Regions from separate parts of the Mus musculus genome. Here all the other regions are linked to region 5. A link is a contact called in public ChIA-PET, Hi-C, HiChIP or PLAC-seq and promoter capture Hi-C data. All regions are on one chromosome and are shown on one strand. Each heading gives the region's core, a stretch centred on a gene start, on an enhancer-like site or on the middle of the called end of the contact. The rest is flanking DNA. Distances are from core to core; before and after follow the strand shown.

What was found. Promoter capture Hi-C pulls out the DNA fragments that hold promoters and counts their contacts. A called contact is a pair of places that touch in the nucleus more often than the background predicts. ChIA-PET counts read pairs in DNA pulled down with a chosen protein or histone mark. HiChIP or PLAC-seq counts read pairs in DNA pulled down with a chosen protein or histone mark.
Region 1: a promoter capture Hi-C map of pre-B cells shows a contact between it and region 5. The contact joins the promoter of Ndufb3 here to the promoter of Als2 in region 5. A contact is called at or near these places in 12 of 39 promoter capture datasets (the 3T3-L1 cell line, 3T3-L1-derived adipocytes, the HPC-7 cell line and 8 more), 3 of 484 Hi-C or Micro-C datasets (CD4 T cells, natural killer cells and uterus), 4 of 115 datasets of contacts at active chromatin or transcription factors (astrocytes, embryonic midbrain, memory CD8 T cells and 1 more) and 2 of 9 other capture datasets (adipose tissue and liver).
Region 2: a Hi-C map of forebrain shows a contact between it and region 5, with 5 times the contacts expected there. The contact joins the promoter of Orc2 here to the promoter of Als2 in region 5. A contact is called at or near these places in 2 of 39 promoter capture datasets (liver and pre-B cells), 2 of 484 Hi-C or Micro-C datasets (erythroblasts and forebrain), 4 of 115 datasets of contacts at active chromatin or transcription factors (astrocytes, embryonic stem cells and stem cell-derived neural progenitor cells) and 2 of 9 other capture datasets (adipose tissue and liver).
Region 3: an H3K27ac HiChIP or PLAC-seq map of microglia shows a contact between it and region 5, with 6 times the contacts expected there. The contact joins the promoter of Ica1l here to the promoter of Als2 in region 5. A contact is called at or near these places in 1 of 39 promoter capture datasets (liver) and 1 of 115 datasets of contacts at active chromatin or transcription factors (microglia).
Region 4: a contact with region 5 is called in a promoter capture Hi-C map of pre-B cells. The contact joins the promoter of Clk1 here to the promoter of Als2 in region 5. A contact is called at or near these places in 5 of 39 promoter capture datasets (erythroid cells, fetal liver, hippocampal neurons and 2 more), 3 of 115 datasets of contacts at active chromatin or transcription factors (double positive thymocytes, extraembryonic endoderm stem cells and thymic regulatory T cells) and 2 of 9 other capture datasets (adipose tissue and liver).
Region 6: a contact with region 5 is called in an RNA polymerase II ChIA-PET map of memory CD8 T cells, with 23 read pairs. The contact joins the promoter of Bzw1 here to the promoter of Als2 in region 5. A contact is called at or near these places in 2 of 39 promoter capture datasets (liver and pre-B cells), 3 of 115 datasets of contacts at active chromatin or transcription factors (effector CD8 T cells, memory CD8 T cells and microglia) and 2 of 9 other capture datasets (adipose tissue and liver).
Region 7: a contact with region 5 is called in an RNA polymerase II ChIA-PET map of memory CD8 T cells, with 23 read pairs. The contact joins the promoter of Ppil3 here to the promoter of Als2 in region 5. A contact is called at or near these places in 5 of 39 promoter capture datasets (3T3-L1-derived adipocytes, erythroid cells, hippocampal neurons and 2 more), 1 of 115 datasets of contacts at active chromatin or transcription factors (memory CD8 T cells) and 1 of 9 other capture datasets (liver).

The regions. Positions count from the first base shown.
Region 1 is chr1:58,584,328-58,587,665 of GRCm38.p6, reverse strand. It overlaps Ndufb3 (NADH:ubiquinone oxidoreductase subunit B3), which reads right to left and starts at 1,269. Exons shown (of 3, transcript NM_025597.3): 1 at 996-1,269. It overlaps Fam126b (family with sequence similarity 126, member B), which reads left to right and starts at 1,333. Exons shown (of 13, transcript NM_001310598.1): 1 at 1,333-1,454.
Region 2 is chr1:58,503,519-58,506,763 of GRCm38.p6, reverse strand. It overlaps Orc2 (origin recognition complex, subunit 2), which reads left to right and starts at 1,655. Exons shown (of 18, transcript NM_008765.3): 1 at 1,655-1,992. It overlaps Gm15834 (a long non-coding RNA gene), which reads right to left and starts at 1,648. Exons shown (of 4, transcript XR_865442.3): 1 at 1-1,648.
Region 3 is chr1:60,040,750-60,044,396 of GRCm38.p6, reverse strand. Ica1l (islet cell autoantigen 1-like) reads left to right here and starts at 1,275. Exons shown (of 11, transcript NM_027407.4): 1 at 1,275-1,600.
Region 4 is chr1:58,422,330-58,425,810 of GRCm38.p6, reverse strand. It overlaps Clk1 (CDC-like kinase 1), which reads left to right and starts at 1,723. Exons shown (of 13, transcript NM_001042634.2): 1 at 1,723-1,891.
Region 5 is chr1:59,235,920-59,239,691 of GRCm38.p6, reverse strand. Als2 (alsin Rho guanine nucleotide exchange factor) reads left to right here and starts at 2,461. Exons shown (of 34, transcript NM_028717.6): 1 at 2,461-2,537. Gm33667 (predicted gene, 33667) reads right to left here and starts at 2,337. Exons shown (of 2, transcript NR_168353.1): 1 at 1,939-2,337; 2 at 670-1,007.
Region 6 is chr1:58,390,857-58,394,219 of GRCm38.p6, reverse strand. Bzw1 (basic leucine zipper and W2 domains 1) reads right to left here and starts at 1,322. Exons shown (of 12, transcript NM_025824.4): 1 at 1,004-1,322; 2 at 1-18. The coding sequence starts at 8. Gm39644 (a long non-coding RNA gene) reads left to right here and starts at 1,677. Exons shown (of 3, transcript XR_003947828.1): 1 at 1,677-1,764.
Region 7 is chr1:58,443,525-58,446,822 of GRCm38.p6, reverse strand. Ppil3 (peptidylprolyl isomerase (cyclophilin)-like 3) reads left to right here and starts at 1,337. Exons shown (of 7, transcript NM_001285827.1): 1 at 1,337-1,677; 2 at 2,184-2,234. The coding sequence starts at 2,232. Nif3l1 (Ngg1 interacting factor 3-like 1 (S. pombe)) reads right to left here and starts at 1,672. Exons shown (of 7, transcript NM_022988.3): 1 at 1,189-1,672.

The DNA of each region.
Region 1 (3,338 bases), core at 20-2,519, 650 kb after region 5:
CTGCCAGGAGTACAAGCCTGTGCATCATGCTGGGCTCCTATTTTTAAGAGTATTTCTTTAAAGTCATGTGTGGTGTGTGTGTGTGTGTGGATGTTCATGCAGAGGTCAGAGGGCAACCTAATCCAACTGGTTCTCTCCTCTTCCACAGAATGAGCGAGTTCTACTGCACTGAGGGCTCAACAACAGGAAATTATTTCACCTTTAGAACTGTCCGTTTAAGAACAGAAAAAAAAAAGGATTCAACCATGAATGAACACATAATTATGGAAAATTTAAATGCTATCTGCCTATGTCAGAAGTGAACTCAAAAGTTTGGTGATGATCAACCTTCACTAACGATGGCTTGTTCTATCTAGCACTGGGGAAATGTTGACTTGCTTTCCCTAAGGAAGAAGAATGTTACATCCATTACATATAATTTTACAGTTTATCAGGGATTTTCAAGGGTGTATCTCAAATTTCCCTCATTTAAAAACTGAGATGACCATTAAAATATGGGAAAATACAAATGAACTGCTATTACTTTAGTATCCAATCCTTAATCCTAGGATTATGCAGTAGTCTTGATTTTGTGACTTGCTCTTTTTCACTTAAGCACTGTGTCGTAAACACTTATATTTGGGAAACCGTACTTAAAATACAAGCTTGTGAAGCAACCGTTGCAATTATTTCTTCTAGTTTTAAGTATTTTCGGGTCTGAGCTGTTCTTTACCCTATTCAAATACAACCCAAAAAGCCAGGAGGCGAGGAGTACATTGCATCTGGTAGCGGCGGTTTAAAACATCTCTGGGATTTAACAACCATCGTAATTCTCAAGACATCCTTCATCCGCCTCAACACAGCCCAGCAAGAACCTTGCAGCGGCGCTCCCTAGCTAGATCCCGGATCTTCTCCCGGTCTTATCGGATCCCTTCAGCCCTCTCCACTTCTGCATTCCCTGGATAAAGTTTAGATTATGCGTAATCCAGAAGTCTCCCACCAGCTCCCTAAATTACCTGACAGCAATCTGACCTCCCGGGACACTCAATATTCAACCTTACAGCCGGAGACAACCGGAAACGGACGTTGTTTCCTCTAGTTTCTTACGACAGGAAAATGGGGGAGATGGTAAACGTTCCGGTACTGGCGCAAGGCTCCCAGACAACGTAGAGATGACATGAAGGAGCCTGGAAGTAGAGATTATTTCCCACACTTTGCAGCTGGAGTCTGCTTGAGGTAGAAGATATTGAGGAGAAGGACGATAAAGCCGTGTTTGTCTTGCTCCAGGACGGAATCTTTAGGCGGAGCACCGAGAGGCGGGCCAAAGTCATAGCGCAGCCAATGAGAGCGGTTGTTATTAAGCGCGTGGGCCCACTCAATGAGAAGGCTGGTTGTTATGCTGCAGTTGGCAGGCTGCTGCGGGAGGCGGTGGCGGTGGCGGTGGCGGTAGGAAGCCTGAGGCTGCGGGGTGACAGGTAGGCGGCGGTGCTGTCTTGGGGGGGTTGCGGGGGGGGGGGCGCACGGTGCCGGGTGAAGAGGAATTTCTCCTCCGGCTTCGGACGCCGTAGTCGGGAGCTGACGAAGGTGAAGTGGGAAGGCAGCAGGACTGTTGGATCCGAAGCCCTGCAGACCTGGGAGCAAGCTCGGGAGGGTCGTGAGGAGAAGGCGTCTGCCGAGGCGGCTTGGGGATGAGTGTTGTGGGGCAACTTGGGGCCCTAGCAAGGGCGTTAGGGTGTCGGTGGCGCGGGCTGAGGCGGGAAGGAGGCGGGAGCAAGACACAGGTAGTGAGGGCTGAAGGGATGTCTTGCAAGAAGCCTCAGGTAAGAGAAGGACGTGGTATTGCAGACACCTGCGTGAAATCCTAGGTGTTCTTAGGGCCGTTTGCTGGGATGGGGAGAGGTGCGGAGAAGAAAGATATTTATTGGTGGTCAGCTCTAGAAATTGGTGGTTGTACATTATGTAACCCATGGCAGTTATTTTTCCAAGTAACTCGACTGACCCTGGTAGAAGAAGAGCTCTGCAACCCATTGATGTATCTGAGCACTTTGTTCTTGTTGGCTCCAGCGTTCTCTCTACCGAGGCAGGGTCTGTAGGAGGAGGACAGCGTGAAGGCAAGAGTAGTCACGAAGCGCTTATCCCAAATATGGACTTTGGTTGCGAGACAACACGATGTTAGCTTTAGAGGAATGTTGTCAGATTCGTGTTTTGTAGTACAGGAATTTGCTTTGCGGCTTTAACCTTCAGAAAAGTGGAGAGCCTTTTAAATCTATAGACGAAGATAAATGTAGATTAGAAAATGAACAGTAAATTGGTAGACAACTCGCCCCCAGTGTTAAGGACTGTGAAAATAAGTTGGGAATCTTAGCAGAGGAGTGTCAACTTTTAAGTGATTTCCCTTGTTAAGTCTAGGAAGCTAGTTGTGAGTTATGCCTTAGGCTTAAAAAAATAAGTTCGTTGAATGTCATGGACATAGATAAAATTTATGTACAAATTTAAAACTATTTTGTTTTGAAAAGTCTTTTAAATCCACGGTTTGAATGGTGAAATACAGTCCTAAACAAATCCCTGTCGGCGAATATTGTGGAAGGGCACTTTTATAACTCATTGGAAAAATATCTTTAAAAAGTAGCACTATAAATTATTAAAATGTAAGAGGCCTGAGATGCTGCCGTCAAGTTAGACGATGAGGACAAATGTATCCAGGAAGTATATTGTCTTTCTGGGCTTGTTATTTAACTACATGTTAGAAAAACTTTCTAAGATGTAATCTTTTTCTACTATTGATCATTTATACATAAATATTTATACATATACATAACATAAACATACATATACATAAACATTTATGCATATACATATAAAGCTAGAATTTTTCTCTCAAAATATTGTTTGAGTAGAAATGGGTCATTAGTATTTGTTTTGAAATGTCCAGCACACTGAGGTATTTGTCAGTGCTTTAAATAAAAAAATTTAAATGATACTGGTGTTTTATTGCTTGTCTTTTATCTTTTTACAAGAATAATGGTATTTTGGTCACAAAGAAAGCTTACATTTTGCTTTAGGTGAAATTCTATAGTGCTTTACATACAAAAAATACGGTGTTTACATATTGAAAACAAATATTTGCCTTTAGGTAGTTTGATTTAAGAGAGAGCATGTGTGTTTCTGTGTCTCTCTTATGTAACCAGCCCACTCTGTTTGAGAGAACTAATGGTTGATTTTCAGTGGCCAGTAGGTGTCATTGTAGAATGCCATAAATTGAACACTTGAGTAGGGAATTACCAAAGAGTTTAAAAAACAGTCCCAAATTGGCTTCTAATAGGATCTGGATGATTATTTATAAATCATAGAGATTCTGT
Region 2 (3,245 bases), core at 406-2,905, 730 kb after region 5:
GTAAGTAATAACTTGGGTTATCTATAGGAAAATAGATTCTAATAGCATAGAGGGTAGGTATCTGCCCAGCTCTTGTGCTGTTTAAGGTTTATAAAGGTTGTGTGTATGTTTTATCCGGAAACTAAATGATCAAAGGTGGGTAGTAATTTGGGTCCGGATTAAATAATTTGTCCAACAAAAGTGAAATACGGATGTATGTAAAGTATCCTCACATTTCTCAATTGGAATCTTTAAACCAGTGGTTCTCAACCTGTGAAGTATAACCCCTTTGGCTAACCCCTATCTCCAGAAATATTTACATTTATGATTCATAACAGTAGTAAAATTACAGTTATGAAGTAGCAAAAAGAAACAAACAAAAACGTTATGATCAGGGGTTACCACAACATGAGGAAGTGTTAAAGGGTCCAGCATTAGAAGATTGAGAACCACTGTTCTAAACAGCTCCCAAAAAGTCTGACTCCATTTCTTCCTTCCCACTATTATATTCCACAGATAATCTTTCAATACAAATGTGGCCAGTCCCTTAAGTACCAACTTGTAATTCATAATATCTGACACTTTGACACTTTATTCATCTATTTTCATTTTGCTTTTCTTCCTAGAAAATTCAAATCAATTCAGGCCTTAGTTTTCATATCTCTTCCTTTAAGGAAAGTGTTCCTGATTCCTTCTGGTCTTATAATTATATAATCCTGTGCCCTGCTGTTAGGAACATAACTTAAAAATCATTCTCTGTAACTTGGAAACCATTTTGTATGACTTGAAATAACGCAATGCATGTGCAATAGAAGTTTGCCACCAGGTAGCTCTGATGAGACCTAGAAGCAAACCACCGGCAGGTCACCTGGAAGCCCAGTTACCAGCCTAGCCCCGGACGGTCCTTGATATGGTTAAAAACAAAAACCTAACCACAAGGTGGTGTTAAGATAGTGAACCAAACCCAAGTTGTGAGCTTGATTTTCAGAGCTCAATGAAATGATACAAAGGTTGGAACTTTGGGATTTGTGCTCTCTAGGCATCACATTTATAGCCAGTGTGTTTATATCCATTGGCAAGAATGAGTAAGTATTCAGCTGCCTTATTCTAGCACTTTCCCCAAGACTGTATGTTCAGTTTCTTCTCGTTCAATTACCCAGAAGCTCAGTTATTCAGAGGTGCCTCTACTTGAGTATTGTATTCTTACTGTTGGTTCTAAGTATGATAAGTTCGGAATAAGCGAATCCAAATGACGTAGTCCTGTTAGTAAACAAATATTTTCATGTATCCCAGCCAGATTCACTCGTTTTCCTTCTCATTTCCTCTGTATAAGCCCCCTTTTCGTGTCTTTATTTCATTAGTTGTATGGTCCTATTTTCTTGTTCATGCTCTGGCTCCGCCCTCCCTCAAACCCTTGAGATCCCTTTGCATCATATGCGAGCAGGTATTCGCTGTTCCTCAAGCGAATCCATCTTCATTATCTTTTTTTTTTTTTTTTTTTTTTCCTCAGAGCAGCTAGACTAACAATATTAAGATTGACATAAAACACCAACCAACCGTACAACCGGGGACGCTGCCCTTAACTTCCAGACAGCTAGCACACACTTGTCTCTCCAGAGATCCGGCGTGCTCCGCGCACGGTCCCTTCCCCCGGAAACGGAAACTGAAGAGATGAGGAAAGCCCGGGAACCCACTATTGGTTGGGGGATCTGTTTTCCGACTGAGCGAGGGCCTATGGCCCGAGTCAACGGGCTTGCGGCGCCGTCGCTCTGGGCGGCTCGGCTCCCCATTGGTTTCTTAGGGCACCGCCCACCGGCGGCCGGGGATTCAGTGTGCTGCGCGCAGCTCCCTTGCCCTGCTGGGCGCGCAGGTTCGGCTTGGACCGGTCGACTCTTTCCCTAGACGCTGGCCTCCCCGGGCCGTTCTGGGGTGTTCCGCGGCGGCGGGAGTCCTGGCTGGCGGCTCAAGTGAGCCTCGCGGCCGTTCTCCCTCCCGCCGGCTCGGACTCGAGAGGTGAGTCCCAGTGCGCCCTGCTGCAGCCGCGGCTCACTGCGCGCTTCCCCCGACACCCGTGGCCTTGCCGCTCGCCCACCATGGCGGGAGATGACGAGGCCGCCGGGCGCAGGCTGGAGGATGCTGGGGAGCAGCCCCCCTGGGTGAGAGGCGCTGTCTGCGAAAGCCAAGGCTGTCCTGTGGCGAGAAGTCTCCTGCACGGACCGTGCCTGCTTTCCGGCTAACCCGGCCCTTTATTTGAGAAGAGAATGAAAAGGAACTGTAACAAAAATGGCAGTGTTCTGCCAGAGGAGAAGGAACTCGGAGGGATGTAGCTCAAGGGATCGCGGGATGGAACGACTGCTGAAGTCTGTTCTGTTGTCCCGGCCGGGTGTCCCTAAAGGTCTCCTTGGGGCAGTGCTTGGTTTGAAAAATGTGTTTACTCCCAGAGGAAAGTGCATGGCTGCCAACACTTGGTGCTGCCTTGTAGTTAGTTGACTGTGAAGAGAATTGACCCTTTAGCCCTACAGATAATCACTATCCGTTATAGATGCTCCCTGTGGATATCTGCATTTCATTGGTTGATTATGGGCATGTGCATTCATGTGGATGTTGGTGCATATGTGCCGGTAGTGTGTGTTAATTTTAGATGTCTTTTTGGATCGTTCTTAACTGAGGCGGGGTCTTACTCTAACCGGGTCCTTGTTGGTTAACCAGCTTGCCTCGGGGAACCCCATTCTCCTCCTCCCCAGTTCTGAGTGCTCCTCAACTTTTAAATGACTACAAGGATCTCAGTTCCCATTCTGACGCTTGCAGGACACGTGCTTTTAGCCACTGAGCTGTCTAGTCAGCCTCCCAGATTGCAGTTTTCTTGTGTATCTGTTAGGTAGTGTTTTTCTGAGGAATTGCAGAAAAGAAGGGGACATTCTCTTAGGAGGTCTTGGTAGGAATTTCAGTTGAGGTGATTTTGTTTGTATTACATAAAATATCTTAAAAATCGGAGATGTTGTATAAATGCATTTGAGGCTGAACAGGCATACCCTGCCTTTTTGACATTTGGATACCTTGTTGCTGTCATTTACAAAGTTCGTGGCTGAGAATATCACAATACAGTTACAGAAAATTTTGCAAAAACCACTCATAATGTTTAAGCACGTTTACAACAAGGATTCGTGGCTATCCTTGACTATATAGGGCTGCTCACCTAGTGATTAAAATACTAGATCTGGGAATGGGGCATAGCTATGATCCCACTACTCTTAAAACTGAGGCTG
Region 3 (3,647 bases), core at 26-2,525, 810 kb before region 5:
CCTGTCAGGAGCTTTCCAGCTTCGATTACAGAGGCCTTTAATTCAAGGTCAGCAGTCCAGACTGCAGTTCACTCTTGCCATGGTTGTACTGTGGTCCTCCACACAAAGTTTTTGCCCATCTTTAGTCTTTTTCATTTTGCTCACCTGTTGCTTCGCTGACAGCTGGACTCATTCAATAGCTGTGACTACCACTCGCTCCTTGCCTGGGCTCCTCTCTGGAGCCTTAGAAAGAGCTGCGGCCCCACTGACCCATCTCAGTGTGACACAAGGAAGATCCGGAGAACTATAGTTGACCAATCATATCTGCTTCCTGCTAATTCATATTCCTCCAAGGATTTGGACTTTGAGGAGCAAGAGGAGCTATTTGACACTTTCCTAGAGGGGAAAATGTCCCAATATTGCATACAATTTCAAGTATTTGCCCATTATTTGAAATCCAAAATAGCTGTTGTAAGAATTTAAATTTATCTTAAAAGTTATAGTTCAAATCAGCCCTTTATAGAAGAAGTAGCTCTTTTTCTAGTCTAAAACTTAAAAACTTTACATACTACTTTGTAATTAATATTCTGTTTGGACCCCTTACTTCGTGTAGTTCTCCATGACCCCTCAGATGGTTATCCTAAGAGTTAAAGGGGGGGGTCGTTATCAGCCTATATATGTCATATATACAATTAATTCGTATGTTGTAAACCTTTAGGAAAGTTGAACTTGGACGTTAAAACTTGAAAAGGAAAGCACTTTGAGTTTATTATTCCTTACCAGTAATAATTTTCCATTAGCCTTATTTCCATTCCCACCCCCCCCCCCTTGGGGTTTTTTGGCTCGGACACCACTTTTGCTCTTGAAGTCAGTTATTAACAGTTGTCCCTCTTTAAACCTTTAAAGATGAGGGTGTGACGCCTCGCGTGAACACTTGCCTCGCGCCGAGCCCGAGTACTAAGTGGCAACTGAGGCGCAGAGGCAGCGAGGGGAAGGCAGGAGCCGGGAGACAAGGCCAAGCCGGTCTTCCACGCACCCACCTCGGCTGCCTCGGCTCAGTGAGGGTCCGGGACTCAGGGCCTGGCGCCCGTCACTTCTCACGAGCAAGCGACACCCAGGGCGCGCGGCCTCCGCGGGCGGAGAGAGGCGCCGGGGCGCGCAGAGCGGAGCCGAGCGGAGCCGCCGCGCGCAGGGCCGCGGGTTTAAATCTCCCGCCGCCGAGCCCCCCACCTCGGCGCACCGGCGCGGCGGGCGCGGGCTCGCGGGCTCGCGGGCGGCGGCTGGGCCGGTGCGCGGAAGAGCTCAGCGCGGCCCGAGCGGCGAGGAGCGGCGCGGCTCCGGCGGCGCGGTGAGGGTCCGGGGTCTGGCCCTCCGCTCCCTCAGGGCGGCGGGCGGCGGTGGCCAAACCTGGTTCCCATGACGACGGCGGGCGGGGGCGCGGGCCGCGCGCTCTCCGTGGGCCGGCCTCAGGCGGCGGCCTCGGCGGACCCGACCCGTCCGCGGCGGGGGCGTCTCCTGCGCTCCCTCCAGGGGAAGGAAGCCGCGGCCTGAGGCCGGCCTGGGCGCTCCCGATACGGGGCAGATGCTCACAGCCCTGCGTGCTTTCCTGCTGGCTGCCTATGTACGTCGCGCTTAATTTATTACTATTATTGTCCTGTTGTGGGATGTCTTCAGAACAGACCAATTGCGAGATGGACGTGGTGAGAACAGAACCTAAGCAAAGCTGCGGGTCGTGGTGATGTCGGAATGCATCACCTCGCGGGGGGTGTCGGTGCACAAAGCCTCCTCTCCCAGGTGGGGACCCCAGCATCACCGCACGGATTCGGCTGGGGAAAAGCAGGCCAGGTGTCTCTGACCACTGACCTCACCTGGGTGATGATGCAGGCAGCCGATACCTGATGCTCTAAGAAAAATGGAGACGGGAAAAACAATCCTGCTTGGCGTCCTACCCGTGAGCTGTGGGCTTGCCAGTAGTGTGTGTGAATCGGGGATGCCATATAATGTATGATCTTCATGCACAAAACACACAACCTGCTAGCAACTCTGGGTCGCTGAAATAGTTTGTGGGGAGATGATGTTTCCCTGCGGTTTGGGCTCTAAGTATTTAAGTATTGGATTATTTGATTCTGGCTTAAGCGAAGTTTTGTAAAGTAATATTGTAAATACATCAATATTTAGCAGCTACAGGTACCTCATTCTTTAATGGAAATTAATTATATCTTTCAGTTATACATTTACTGGCCAAGAAAACATCTCCTAATGGTGGATATATATATATTTTATATGACCAAAGTTAAAAAATCATCTTATATTATCAGTTCATAACATTACCAGTTTTCTTTGAACTTTCTGTACTTATTTTAATAATGTGAAATGGGTTGTACATGTAGGTATTAAAAATAGCAAAGCACTGTCTAATTACCAGCAATCCTAACTGCTAGAGAAATCATTATAAGCTTTAAAAAAAGATTTATCTATTTATTTCATGTATGTAGGTATACTGTCACTGTCGTCAGACACATCAGAAGTTGGCATCGGATGCCCATTACAGATGGTTGTAGCCACCATGTGGTTGCTGGGAATTGAACTCAGGACCGCTGGAAGAGCAGTCAGTACTCTTAACCACTGAGCCATCTCTCCAGCCCTAGAGAAATCATTATAATCTTAGAGTTAGAAGGGTGATGAGATCCCAGTTCAAAAAACAAAACTAAACATGAGACTGATGGGAAAAGCAGAAATCCATATTTTCATTGTAGATGTTTGTCATGAAAATTAAATTTATTCCAATGACTGAAGTAAGACCAAATATCAAAATGTGCAACATAATAGACTACATTGTTTTATACTAACAAACTCTGGTTTTCTGTAGTACATACACTGAGTAAAATCTTATTTTTAACTTCTTTAAATCTGTATTATTTATATTTTCTTTAGCAACAGAAGGGATGTGTAAAGGACTTTAAAATATTTCTGAAATTGGAGATTCTCTTTACGTGAAGTAACTTTTGTTACCGTTTTCCCATTGGTCATTTGGTCATTTTCATTTATCATTTACATTTTGCCTTTTTTTCCAGTTGGCTTTTTTTTTTTTTAAATCAGCTTACATTAAGTTTTACCTTTTTTCTGTAGTAAAACGTTCAGATTTCTGTTTAGGTCCAGTGTTTATAATTAAAAATCAGTTACCACCTATACACATCTTATTATTTTACCATTGTTGGCTCCTTTATAGAACACTAAGAAAAAAAGTTTAAAAGGTAGCTAAAAAGAAGACTAATGTAACATTTACAAAAGCCAACATTACCAACTATTAACATTTTGTTATATTTCTTTTTGGTATTTTATTTTCTCTTGTTTTGGGTTTTTTGTTTGTTTGGTTTTTTTGTTTGTTTTTGTTTTTGTTTTTTTTGAGACAGGGTTTCTCTGTGTAGCTCTGGCTGTGCTGGAACTCCCTCTGTAGACCAGGCTGGCCTCGAACTCAGAAATCCTCCTGCCTCTGCCTCCCAAGTGCTGGGATTAAAGGCGTGTGCCACCACACCCGGCCCAAGTATGTTTTTTATATTATCATTTCCAGATTTGTACTTTGGGGGTTGTGATAGTTCCAGATGTTGACATTCTAGCTGATGGTGTTTGGAATTGTATTTTGATATTATGGCCTCATTATAACTTTG
Region 4 (3,481 bases), core at 474-2,973, 810 kb after region 5:
TGGGTATGAATTCACAGCACTTTGTGTGTGTGTGTGTGTGTGTGTGTGTGTGTGTGTGTGTTTTAATAAGCTGTCCCTGAGAAATGTTTGTAGTCATGGCTCAGCCCTCGAATTCTGAGCTGCAGCCCTGATCGATCAGTCTTAGGGCATATGTTCAATAAACTATCCCTGTCTGACTGAGATCAGTGTTTGTGTGGTTTGTGAGCCAACTCCTGGACCCCAACATATACATGTAGGCAAAATATTCATACATGTACATTTAAAATTTTTTAAATTTTTAAAAAATTTTTTAATTTCTTTAAAAAATACTTTATTTGTGTGTGTGTGTGTGTAGGAATTGATTCTCTCTTTCCAGTATGTGTTTCCTGGAGATTGAACTCAGGTAGGCTTGGTGGCATTGTGTCTTTACCTGTTAAGCCAACGCCAGCACCCTCCTCTTCCCCTGTTTTTAGTTCTGGCTAGAATTTGCGATATAGACCACACTGAACTTGTACTCAGAGATAACCCTTGTCTCTGCCTCCTTAGTGCTGGGATATGCCACCATGCCCAGGTCTAGATTAACTCTTAAAGGTGAAAGCAAAGGAGTTGCAAAACTGATACCTACGCACCCCCCTTTTTCTCCTCCCCCTAATATCTACCTTTTTAGAGTTACCAGCGAAATAGGAGTTAAGCCGCCTGAGGCCACACTAACTGGGTTCCTGAGTGGGAGGCCGGAGCTGTATGGAAGGAAATGGCGAGAGAAATAATGGAGGCCAAGACACATTTCTGTTCAAGGCCCCCAAGTTTACTAAGAGTCTGTGCTTAAGCCTGGCGTGGGGCGCACGCCTTTAATCCCAGCACTCGGGAAGCAGAGGCAGGCGGATTTCTGAGTTTGAGGCCAGCCTGGTCTACAAAGTGAGTTCCAGGACAGCCAGAGCTACACAGAGAAACCCTGTCTCAAAACCATAACCCCCCGCCCCCCAAGCCATTCTTGATGCCTGTTGCCAGCCTGTAGGTGATCTGCTGGATGAAGTCTCTGGAATATCTAAAGGGCCTCTCAGCAGGTAGCAGTGGCAGGTGACGGAACAATAGAGCCATCTAAGTTGGAAGGTTCCACCCCAGGTAGTCTCATTCTCAGTGGCAACAAGGTCAAAGCCAGCCTACTCAAGGCTGGGGGAAGCTACTATGGGGGGGGGGGGGGCATCCTCAAAGTCTTCAAGACTACTTACTAATCTGTCTATTTACACTATTCCGCTCCTGTTCCACCATTTCTAACTTTTTGTTTTGTTTGGTTTGGTTTGGTTTTCGAGACAGGGTTTCTCTGTATATATAGCCCTGGCTGTCCTGGAACTCACTTTGTAGACCAGGCTGGCCTCGAACTCAGAAATCCGCCTGTCTCTGCCTCCCAAGTGCTGGGATTAAAGGCGTGTGCCACCATGCTCATTTCTAACATTTTTGGCGTCAGTGCATGTCATACCCAACCACTAAAAACTAGTTTAAGACAGGTCAACATAACTGTAGTCACTGAGTTACTAACCAGAGATACTTTGTTGGTGTAGTTTAAAAGGTTGCAGTCAGGAGGGAAGAGAAAAAGGAGAGAGGGAGAGCGAGCGTGGATTATACTATTACTGTAACCTGTAGTGTCTAAGTATCCTCAAGAAGCCACAGCAAGGACAGTCAGGACCAAGTCCTTCCATCCCTCGCCCATTTGGGCAGCGGGCCCGCGCCTGCGCACTCAGGACCGGTATAGGCCCCGCCCATCTACGTCACCAGTTTTTCCGAGAAGAAGCTCGCACTGCGTCTGTCCGCACCATTTTGTGTTGGGAGATCGTCGTAATCGTTTGCAGACTTCTCGCCGTCGCCTTGTAAGCTTTGTCTTCGCCTTGCAAGCTTTGTCTTCAGGGTTGGAAAGGTAAGACGCGGTGTCTGTCAGGGCCTTTCCTTGTATCTTCCCGCCGCCTCCAAGGACCCCGCTGCGGCTCTTCACGGCGGAGCCACGCGAAGGGGCTCTGTGCCCCGGCTGCGGAGCTCTGGCCGCTGGCTTCTGCGTAGGCGGGGACGATGCCCGCAGGCTCCGCGTCCCGAGGAGGGCCGGCCGACTGCAAGAGCCCGAGCTGCCGCGGCGGGACCTAAGATGGCGGTAGGGGGAAGGCCGCGCTCGTCCTTCGCCATGGCGGCGCCAGGGCGCGGCCTTCGCTTGGACTCGGTCGGTCCTGGTTTTGCTCTCGGCGGTGGCACGGCGCAGGTTTTGGTGCTGTTTTTCTTTATATTTGAAGCGAAAGGTCTTGGTAACCAGGCCGGCCCCACACGCTGCGGTCGCTGATCTTGTTAGAGATGGGCGCTGCGGGGACAGCGTCACAGCAGGCTGTCACCTCAGTTCTGTGTAGTTTCCGCCTTCGACGAAGAAAAGAATTTCAGAGGCGGTCGATAGATAGCGAAGTCGAGCATAATGAAAACGAGGCACACCGGGACAGCGCTTGTGAGAGCGAGGAACAAGTGATTTTTAAGAAGGTTTAGGATTTACTTAGGTTTTGTAACATTAAAACTCAAGACGGCCGGGCTGTACTGCCTGTCGCTCGCCTTTTAATCCCCTTTGAGCCTGTCTCAAAAAAAAAAAAGTTATAGAAAATTTCCTTTGTAAACAAAGTTGTAACGGGGGAGTTGTTTACCTTTAGGAAACAGGAGGGGAACACCCTAAGATTGTACGTCACTTCCGCTCTGAACAGCTTTATTTTCAACATCATGGCCTGTCCTGTACAGTTAAGTAGAGTGGCTTTATTGGTGGAGCCCGAATTTTGTTGACTCGGCATAAAAGGCGCGCCTGTTACCTTCTCAGGCTTTCCTCCCATATTTTCATAATTTTCCCAGTCTCCCTCTGCTAGCAGTAAGAGTGTCAGCGGGGACCGTGGGCATTTACTTGACGGTGAATTGGGAATTGAGGTCATCTGCTGAGCAGCTTTTTTTTTTTTTTTTTTTTTTTTTTAATAGCTGTAAACAAACACTTCATAACATCCAAACTGGTATTTTACCAAAAACAAACAAAACACTTTGGGGGCGGGGGCTGTTCCAGACAGGGTTTCTCTGTATAGCTCTGGCTGTCCTGGAACTCATTTTATAGACCAGGCTGGCCTCTTACTCAGAAGTCCGCCTGCCTCTGCCTCCCGAGTGCTGAGATTAAAGGTGTGCACCACCACGCCCAGTTAAAAAAAAACTTCTTAATTAGGGTCACTTGTGGTTACGTTGGTCGGAGACTTGGTTTGGGTAGAAATTGAACCTTGTGAACCTGTAAGTTGAACTTCTGAAAGAGCTGTCATACATTTTTCTTAAGTTTTAACCTTTTTCACTTAAGGTTTTAAACCTTTTTCACTTAATATGAATTTGGGCATTGTGAAAACAAGGTGAAAAAAAATCTGGCCGGGCATGGTGGCGCACACCTTTAATCTCAGCATTTGGGAGGCAGAGGCAGGTGGATTTCTGAGTTTGAGGTCAGCCTGGTCTACAA
Region 5 (3,772 bases), core at 1,212-3,711:
TGTTACTGTGAGTGGCAACCAAGAGCAATGCCAGCAGTCTGGTTGTTTTGGGGACATTCTTAAACCTATTTTTCCAGGGCTGAATATACACTTTATAAGGATAGATGTGTGTGATGGTTTGTATATCCACAGGGAGTGGCACCATGTAGAGGTGTGGCCTTGTTGGAATAGGTGTGACCTGGTTGGAATGGGTGTGTCACTGTGGGTGTGGGCATAAGATCCTTACCCTAGTTGCCTGGAAGTCAGTCTTCCACTAGCCGCCTTTGGATGAAGACATAGAACTCTCAGCTCTGCCTGCACCATGCCTGCCTGTATGCTGCCATGCTCCCACCTTGATGATAATGGCCTGAACCTCTGAATCTGTAAGCCAGCCCCAATTAAATGTTTGTTTGTTTGTTTGTTTGTTTTAATTTTATAAGACTTGCCTTGGTCATGGTGTCTGTTCACAGCAGTAAAACCCTAAGACAATGTGATATTCATCACTCTTTATATTTCTGAAAGGCCACATGGGTGATACAAAGTATGCTAAAATAACATAACTAAGCATCTAGCTACACAGAGAAACCCTGTCCTGAAAAACAAGAACACAAAACAAAACACAAATAAATGGAGGTAGAATGTTAGGTTGCAAAGGAGGTGAGGTAGAAGAAAAATAACTAAAAACAAAACCACAGAGACTTATTTTATTGAGGAGAAAGATGAGGGGTTGCATTCATTTTTTTTAAAAAAGCGGGTGAGTCTCAAAATGGATAAGAAGGGTGATGCCTTAATTCCAGGGCCAGGATTAGCCTGAGAGGACAAAACGTTTCTTTTCAGGACAGGAAAAGGAAGACTTCAGTTGCAGGTGGATACTTTGGTAGCAGCTAGAGGGAATGAAGGAAGTTCACCTCTGGGAGTCTCTCTTGCCTCAGAACTGTAGATGAAGACATTTATTTTTCATTTTTATCAAAGGAGGCGGGCAGGGTAGAGCTCAGTAAGGGATTGAGAGCTCCCGAGGGCAAGGTTACCTGGGGAGAGAATTAGGAGATAAGATCTTAGTGTATAAATGACTGGTGTAGGCTCCGAAATACTTTGGCCACACGGATGTCTCAGCTGAAGCTGTGTGACCATCCTGAGAGGAGTGAAGATATTCTGAGGAGAGACACGTGTGCCCCTCCTTTTGACTAGTGGACTAACAGGATAATGGGCCCCAAAGAACTAGATTTCCTCAAGAGTCTCACTGGAGAAGGAAGAGATTGGGTTTCTGGGTGCAAACCATCAGGAGAGCTTGGTTCTTAGTTCTGACAACTTGTCAGTTTGCTTTGCAGGACCAACCAAGATGTGTTTACCATGGGCAAGATCACACCTTGAGCCTTCTACTTATGTCAAGGCTCCAAAGATAGACTTAGGGGGTTTACTGAACCAGCCCCTTAGTTCTTTTTCCTAGTGCAGTCTCATTGAATAAATTTCTTTCACTGTTGTCTTTTTTAGCTGTGTTATGGAGGACAGGTAGCTTGTTAGGGCGGCCAGAGTCCAGGCTTCATTAACTGCAGGACATCCCTGGTTTGTACCATTTGGTGGCGCCATTCTCAAGGCTGTACACTTTTCTGTTCTAGCACTGAAGTTGATAAGGCTCTGGTGAGAGACCCTGAGTTGGAGGAACCAGTTGGGAATTTGTACGCAGGGGCATTCGATTCGGGGAATATATCTATCTTTAATGAGTAAATAAATGTAACTCTGTAGGTTCCGCGATGCACACTCTGTAGCAGCAGATTTCTCTCTGGCTTGTGTTCTGAGAGCATCTGTTACACAAAACATTCAAGGGAGCACTTAGGGGTGCAGCGGGAGGATTGCGACCGTGACAAGTATGGATGGTAGTGAGACTAAGAAGCAAGCAAAAACAATTTTAACGCTGTATATTGAGGAGCCCTGAGGAAATAGTTTCTTCCTACTCTTTACCGTTTAAGGTGGACACGCGGCAAAGGCACACTCGGGAAGAGATGACGTCATGCAGCTTAAAGGTAGCTCGTATTTTCACTTTTGTTATTTCTCTTGAGACACGTTCTCAAGGCTGGCCTCGAATTCCTGATCCTGCTGCCTTCATCTCACAAATGTTGGGATTACAGACGTGTGCAGCCATGTTCTGATAGGTAAGATTTTCTCTTCATTTCTCGCAGTTTGAGGAGGTAACAAAACTTGCAGTAGTTTCCATCCTCAAGCGCGGCCTATCGTTACCATGGAAACGCTTATTGAGTTAGGTCCTTTCACTGAGTCTTCGGTTGCTTCTAAAGTGCGCCCGCCCTAGGACGATTGGTTCTGCCCTGACTGAATGGTTTGCCTGCAGTCACTGATGCGTTCGGAGCAATCTTGATCCCTGTCGGACGCCGTCACCGGCTCTTGCCTAGCTCCACCCATTCTGCGGGCCCGCCTCTCCAGCCCGCCGCCGGAGGCCCCGCCCCTACCTGGAGGCCCCGCCCCCATGAATCAGCTGATCTCGCGTACCCGCGGTGCAGTCGGGCTCGCGCCGGGAGAAGAGCGCGGAGCTGCGGGAGCGTCAGGTGAGCCCGCGCGGGTCCGGGCGGTCCTTGGGTTCGAAGGCGGGTCGGCGGAGGTGCGGGAGCGCGCTGGGCTGGCCTGCGGGGACGGCGCCTGCCTGTGAAGAGCTCCGGACGTGGTGGCTCGGCCCGGGTCCCACCCTCCGGGTCCCAGCGCCCCACTGCCGTGGTCGGAGCTGTGTGGCATTCCTTCGGGTCCCCTCTTCCCGCCTCCACCCACGCTGCTTACGCCCATCCGCTCAGAGGGTTTTTTGAATGCCCACAGTGGGCGCCCAGCTGGCTAGACAGTGAACCTTGCTGAGTGTCCTAGGTGGGTTTGCCCCAGGATGCATATCGTGGGGAAAAGTGAAGGGGGGCGGGGAGGGTCTGTGGTTTGAAACAGCGTTTGCTGAAAATGAAAAGGACTTTGGTATTAATCAGTGGTAGTTTGACCAAATCCCTAAATGTATCAAGTCATCAAAGGAATCATCGTGAAGACAGGAAAGAACACTGGAGCGATCTTGAGGAAATGGTCCTCACATTGATGTTGGTCCTCCAGGTAACAGGGCTATTTGCAGACAAGCAACTGTAGATTTGTAGAGGCAAGCTACTGTTTAGTACTTCTGTGGTTACCAAAGAGGGAAAACACACTGGTTGAATTGGGTGGTCAAGAGCAGCACTTTCTTATAGATTAACTGACTGCTGTACCCAAATTAAGGTTGTTACTCTGTTGTTCTTATATTTGTATCTGTTTTTTAAATGACTGTCAAGGATAAACTTGTGTGATGTAGGTTTATTTGGAGCAGGTACAAAAATGCAAAAAAACAGTAGGCCATACTTTTTTGTTTTTTATCATATACCTGTATGTATTAGTGTTCTCTAGAGTCACAAAACTTATGAAATGTATATATTAAGGGAATTTATCATAGTGATATACAGTTTACAGTCCAACTAGCCCAACAACGGGAATGGGAAGTCCAAGAATCTAATAGTTGCTCAGTCCCACGAGGGTAGTTATTTTAGCTGGTCTTCTGGATAAGCTGGAATCCTGAAGAAGTAGGTTCCAATAGATTCGATGGCAAAGGAGTGCAGGCAGGCAAAGGAGAGAGAGCCTTCCTTCTTCCAATGTCCTTATGTAGGCCTCTAGCAGAAGGTGTGACCCAGATTAAAGGTGTGTGCCATTACCCCTGGATTTGGAATTTGCTTTGTCCCAGGCTAGCCTTGAACTCGGAGATCTGCTTGCCTCATTCTCCTGGGAT
Region 6 (3,363 bases), core at 73-2,572, 840 kb after region 5:
TTATTCATAAAAGACACCCTAGAAAAAGGAGAAAGAAGGCCTTAAAAACACCCGTGCCAGTAATATTAACTTCTTAAACCAAGTATCAAACCTTAAATCAAAATTACAATTAAAGCAAGCCCAAGACGCTTTCAGTTAACAGGCAATAGAGAGGGTGCAGGTAAGTTTCCCTCTCCAGGAACCCCTTGATGTAAGTGCTGGAACTACACCTTGATAAAGCATTTTACTATCACCCTGTCTGGTGGCAAATGGCCTACCACAAACCTAACTACTCAGTCTCTCCTACACCGTTCTTTGCATCTCCCACTTTTTCTAAGTAACCCGAACTTAGAGGACTGTCGCGGTCACGAGCTATCTGTCAAAGGCCCTGAACCGCATCAGCGCTGCCCTCATTCCAAAGTGGCGCCGAGAGCCGCAGAGCCCGCTTGCACCCTTCCAAGATGCAAAACTGAGAGCTGGCCGCAAACGCTACAGCCCCAGCCGCCTCCTCCTCCCCGGGCACGTGTCTCCACATCCACACCCTTTCCCGTGCCTCCCGCCTCTCGGGGCTCGGGCGGCGGGCCCCGGAGCGCCGCAGGCCCTTCTCCACCGACCCTGTCGCCTGCGGTGGTGGCCGCCGCGCCGAGCGGACCACAGGCGCCGAGGCGCTGCGCGCCGGGGCCCCCGCCGCCCCGTACATCCGCCCGCCCTCCCGCGAAAGCAGCGGCGGAGGCGGCGGCCGCGGCGGTGGTGGCGGCGGCTGCGCCCCGCCCGCCGAACTCCCCACGCGTACATCACCCAACAGAGGCCGCGGCGGCTTTGTTACCCAGGCCGGCCGGGGCGCACACGGGGGCGCGCCGCCACCCCGGCGCCCCGCGGCCTCGCCCGCCCTCCAGAGCGGCGGCCCGGGCCACGGATCCAGGCCCCGGGTCCCGCCGGCCCCTCCGAACCGCGCCGCCACCCTCCTCCTCCTCCGGGCCACGGCGCGCCGCTCTTCCCCGGCGCTGCGCCGCGCTCGCCTCACCGAATTTAAGGCGAAGAGAAAAGAGCCAGAAATCCCCGAGCTGGCGGCAACTGCGGCGCTGTCTCCTCTGCGACCGGAACTAACGCGAGCAGGAGGGGAGGAAGAGGCGCCACCCCCGCCCCGGAGGCCTGCTATCGCGAGATTTCTACCCTGCGCCAGTTCGCACTCCCCCCTGCCGAAGGCCGCGGGGTTGCAGCTCGGGGGCACCGGCTAACACCGCGGTGGTAGGCGTCTCTGTCCCACCCTAAAGCCCCAGGCTGCCCTGACTCTTGTACCAGGGTAGCCCGTCCCCCTTCCTCCGCCGCAGCGGCCGGCCTCCCCCTCTCCGGGCGGGGATGGGAGTGGGAAGCGGCCCCTCAACGGCCGCGAGTTGGACCAGTCCGTCCCGGTCCAGCCCAGACCCCTCCTCCGGAAGCTGGAGCCCGGGGGTAGGGGGAATGCTGGGCGGCGGGCGCAGAGGCCGGGGCGTCTGTAGGGTTCTGCCTGGGTGAGGACTGCAGCCCGGCCTCCCTGCTCTGCGATGCGGTGTGCTGAGGGCAAGTCTGACCTCGGCCTGTCACCACGCCTTGCAAGGGGTGCTCGTCCCCTGACTGCGGTGGACTGGGAATTTGTTAAAACCAGATTGCGAGGCCCCCACCCGCAGGGTTTATAATTGCTTCTGGTGCAGGACTCAAGAATGTGCCTTTATCACAAAGTCTCCCGAGATAAGGACCTTCAGAAGGTGTATTCTCCGGGACAACAGATAAAACTGCCCGCATCCGGTTTGTGCCCTTTTCATCCGCCATCCCCCAAACACCGGGATTTGTCCTTAAAATCCCTTTCCATGTACCAACTTCTCGCTCTCGCTCTCGCTCTCTCTCTCTCTCTCTCTCTCTCTCTCTCTCTCTCTCTCGCGTGTTCCAGATCGAGGCCAGCCTGGTCTACAGAGTGAATTCTAGGAGAGCCAGGGGTATTTCTGACATCCACCGTCCCTGTACTCAAACCTTTAATCTTTCTTACTCGTACATGGAAGGCACTTCTGTTCACTGGCATTTAACATATACTGTATTTGGAGTTTCGGATTTGCCTCTAAGGCTTTAAGCCGCTGTTTGTTGGATCTTGGCTGTCAATTCTTTTCCGTTCAAGTTGGTAGGTCGGAGCGCTGAAGGAGCAGCGGTGGGAAAATAGCCTAGCAGCAACAGCCTAACTTCTTGGAGGTACTGGTGGCCCATAGGACTGAACTTTGGTGGGACCTAGGAAGGCCAGGCCGTGGAGCATAGTGGGAAATGATGGGAATCAGGGCTCTAAGTTCCCCTACCTTTATCCTCTAACCCTGAGTCCGTTGGCATTTCTCTTGGAAGTCTTATTTCATACTCTGCATGATAGACTACCACGTCCCCCACGTTATGTTTGTTTCTGATGTGTTAAGGGTACAGTATTTCACTAATTAAAAAGCCATGTTTGTGTAGTATGTGTGTAGCAGACATTCTCCTAAGCACTTAACTGCGTTGAGTCCTTGAAACTGCCCTATGACTTTGACACTTGTTAGTCTTGTTGGGAAAAGAAGGCATATAGGTCAGTTAACTTGCCAGTGAACGGCCCCCCAGCGGCCTGGTCCACCAATATAATAAACTGCCAGGTCACACACTGAGCTGAGCTAGAGACACAAAAAACGGTGAATAGCCAAACCCGTTACTCATAAAGCTTCCCTCCGCATTGGCCACATTTCCCAATTCGGTCTCCTCTCCAGTACAGTCCTGATTTACACCCTGCCTTTGTATTTTTGAGACAGGGTCTTGCTAAGTAGCCCAGGCTGGCCTTGACCTGGCAATCCTCCTGTATCAGCTTTCCAGGTACTGGCATTAGAGACATCAGTCACCAAGCCCAGTTAATTGGGATTTCTGTTCCCGTGACTAAATGAGCCTTCCTTGTTGCACTGTGTCTTTCTTTACATTTCCAGGGTGATCTTTCTAAATGTAACTCAGGCCCTTCTCATCAGTGTCTGAGTTCCTGGGTTTTCATGAAAAACCACAGGAACACTGCTTTCCACCTTCTTATACCATTGGTGGCTTTATCACATCCAATAAGGAGTCAGGACCTTAAAACTCGGCTTGGGAGATGACTCTATGTAAAATGTTTGCAACACAGTATGAGGACTCAAGTTCTAATTCTCAAATACCACATAAAAGCTAAGTGTTTATGGCAGCCCACCTGTAATCAGCACATGGGAAATGAAGGAAGGGTCTGTGGAGCAAGGTAACTAGCCATACAAGCCATACACTCAAGCTCCAGCCGTGGTGCACGCTTTTTTTTTTTAAACATTTTTTAAGATTTATTTATTATTTATTATATGTAAGTACACTGTAGCTGTCTTCAGACAC
Region 7 (3,298 bases), core at 88-2,587, 790 kb after region 5:
TTGTCGTCTCCCATCTCTCTGCTAAGCTAGGCCTAGTTCTGGAAGCTTATAGCCTCCATACAATCTTATCTAGGCCTATTATGTTTTCAGACTCTGAGAATTACTGCCGAATAAGCTCACCCTTTCTAGTTCTTTCTGAGCTTGCGCTGGCTGGCTGGTTCAACTCAGCTGTTCTGGCTCAAACTCCTCTCCAAGCTGCCTGATTCATCTGGCTTCTCTCTCAGCCTCTGACTGAATGGTTCTGCATGGCCTCAAACTAAGCCTGACAATCCTCTCTAATCTTCTGGCTGCTTCTTGTTCTTTGGCTCAGTCTGTCTTCACTTATGCATAGCTTGTTTTCTCTATCTGCATCCTCTCTATATATAACTGTCCCAGTAAAAACTGCCCCCAGTCTCTCTCTGCACTACCCCTTAAGTAGCCCATCTTTTCTCCCTGTTCTGGAGAGAGCTGGGCATATCCTATTCTGTCAAATCTTTCTCTGATTCCTCACTTTGTCTGCCATTCAATTAGACATCACTTTCAAACATGGATGCTTCCTTCTACAAACTAATTTTACCTTCATTGTTTGAGATTAAAGATGTGTGCTAAGGGCACACCACAACTAGAAAGGTTCCTCCCACCCACCATCGGTAAATAACACAATCTCGGGGGTTCACAGTGTGACCAAACATCCTGTAACAAGCTACCAACGAGACTGATGTAACTTGTGGCTTTCTTGTTATACAATAAACTTCTATTGTGAGATGACACGACCACGTCCCGGTGTTTTTCTCGGACAATGTGCTCACAGTACAGACACATTTAAAGCATTATTTGAATGGGCTGGAGCTGCCGTACAATGGAGAGATGGGAATATCCATTGTCAATCTACATGATCTTTAGCCCTCTGAACAGCCACTTGCTATTTTTCAATTACACGAGAGCTCTCTTTGCACTTGCGTGTGGTTTTTCTTTCATTTACGCATGGCTCAAGACCTTTTCCAGAATAATCAAGGGCCGCGTGGCATAGCCTTTATTCCTGGAGTCAGCACCCTCACCCCTCCTGCAGCAAGGCAGTTTTCATCTGCAACCTCTCCTTCTATATTCATGTTCCCCCGGCCCTCTGCAGTCACCACAGCCAGCCCGATGTGCACCTCCAGCGAGAAGAACAGACAGCCCCCGCGAGCCCTTCAGTGGTTCACAACTCACCAGTCGCAGAAGCTCTTTCAGTGTATCACTTCCGCTCTGCTCTGAAGCTCCTGGCTTTGTGGAAAGAGTTGGGCAGAAGTGGTCCTGTGCGTTCTGCTTCCGACTCCAGGCCGCTGTGTGAAGTTGGGCGGAAGTTGTCCTGTGCGTTCTGCTTCCGACTCCAGGCCGCTGTGTGAAGTTGGGCGGAATTGGTCCTGTGCGTTCTGCTTCCCACTCCAGGCCGCTGTATGAAGTTGCTGGGCGACAGCGGGTTCTGCTTCTTAGTGAGGTTGTGGGTAGAGCTCTCAGGGGCCGAGGGGTGAGGTGCGTGGTCCTCCGAGTCCTAGTCGGTGTGATGAGGAGAGACTGACGGGAGAGTAGGGCGTCCCCTGCGGAGGGCTCCGGGCTTCACTTCTGTGGCGCACAGACACGCCTTTGGAACCCGCAGGCATGCCGGCCCTTGTAGTTGAGGCTTTTCCGTTCCCGCAGCAGTGGTGCTGAGCGCAGTGGGTGAGTGTGGGGGAAAGGCTTTTATCCTTTTCTCCGTGCACTCAAACGCCTGCTGCGCCCCACGTTGGTGCAAATTTATTTCTTGGGATCCTCGTGGTGAACTCTCGGGCTGGAGATGGTATTCCTGGGACTTTTAAATACGATTGATAAGTTAGCAAGATGTGGCGTTTGGGAAAAAACAAAACAAAAGTGTGAAGTATAGAAATGTATTGTACAGACGTCTTAAGTAAAGTAGGTGTCCCGGGTAAAGGGAGCTCCAAGTGCCTATCTAGAGCACTAGACCTGGAGGTGGGGCTATGCCTCCCTTGCAGAAAGCCTTGAAGAAAATGAGTAAAGTAAGTGCGCACTGGGGTGGCTTGTTGCATTGGGTAGGATCAACACTTTTATGATAGGATTTTCATTTAGAGGATGCTAGTCTAAGCTTTTCGTTGTAAATCTACCATAAAGATGAACAAGTATGGTGGGAACTTGATAGGGTAAAGTGAACTAATTCCTCTCTCTTGTAGGAGATTTGAAAAATTAAACAGTGCTTCCTAGAACCATCAAGAAGGAAAATGGTGAGTATGTATCATAGAATTATTCTAACTGGGTGGTTGGTTGCTTGTTTCTAACCCCTTTGGGTTCCCTGGAGCTGGAGACACAAGCAGATGTGGGTGCTGGGAACTGAACAGGCCCTGCTGCAAAAGCAACAAGTCCTGGTACCTGCCAAGCCTGCCCTCTCAGCCGCCCATTACATGGTTTTTAATTTGTGTGTGTGTGTGTGTGTGTGTGTGTGTGTGTGTGTTTTGGTTTTTTGAGACAGGGTTTCTCTGTGTAGCCCTTGCTGTCGTGGAACTCACTCTGTAGACCAGGCTGGCCTCAAACTCAGAAATCCGCCTGTCTCTGCCTCCCAAGTGCTAGGATTAAAGGCATGTGCCTCCACGACTGGCTGTTTTTTAATTTTTAATGAATATTTTTTTGGAGGAAGTCAGACAGGATAGTGAGTGTGTAGCTCAGTGGCAGAGTGCGTTCCTAGGATAAGGAAGGAGAGGGGAAGGGAGGGGATGTGGCGAGGGAGAGACTGTGTGTACCAGTATAGAGGGAACAAAGTAGAATAAACAAGTGGACATGATCATTACAACGTTACCCTGCTGGTGTGGTCCCAGCACTCAGGAGGTAACCTTGCTCCCAGCCTCTATAGGCCGTCGCAGTCTCAGACCTTTCATTAAAAGACACAAAAGGAAATAAACGAGCAAACAGTGTGCCCTTTCCCCGCAGAGATGAGCAGCACAGGTAGAATAGCAGGGAGTGTAGCTCCTGTGTCCACTGAAGCACCCCACTCACCTCCACCCTGGCCCACTCACTGCGGGACACTGTTGTAAGAAGACAGGCACATGCATACACTAGCAAGATTTTGCTGAAAGGACCCTGATATAGCTGTCTCTTGTGAGACTAGGCCGGGGCCTAGCAAACACATAAGTAGATGCTCACAGTCAGCTATTGGATGGAGCACAGGGCCCCCAATGGAGGAGCTAGAGAAAGTATCCAAGGAGCTAAAGAGATCTGCAACCCTGTAGGTGCAACAACATTATGAACTAACCAGTACCCCGGAGCTCTTGACTCTAGCTGCATATGTATCAAA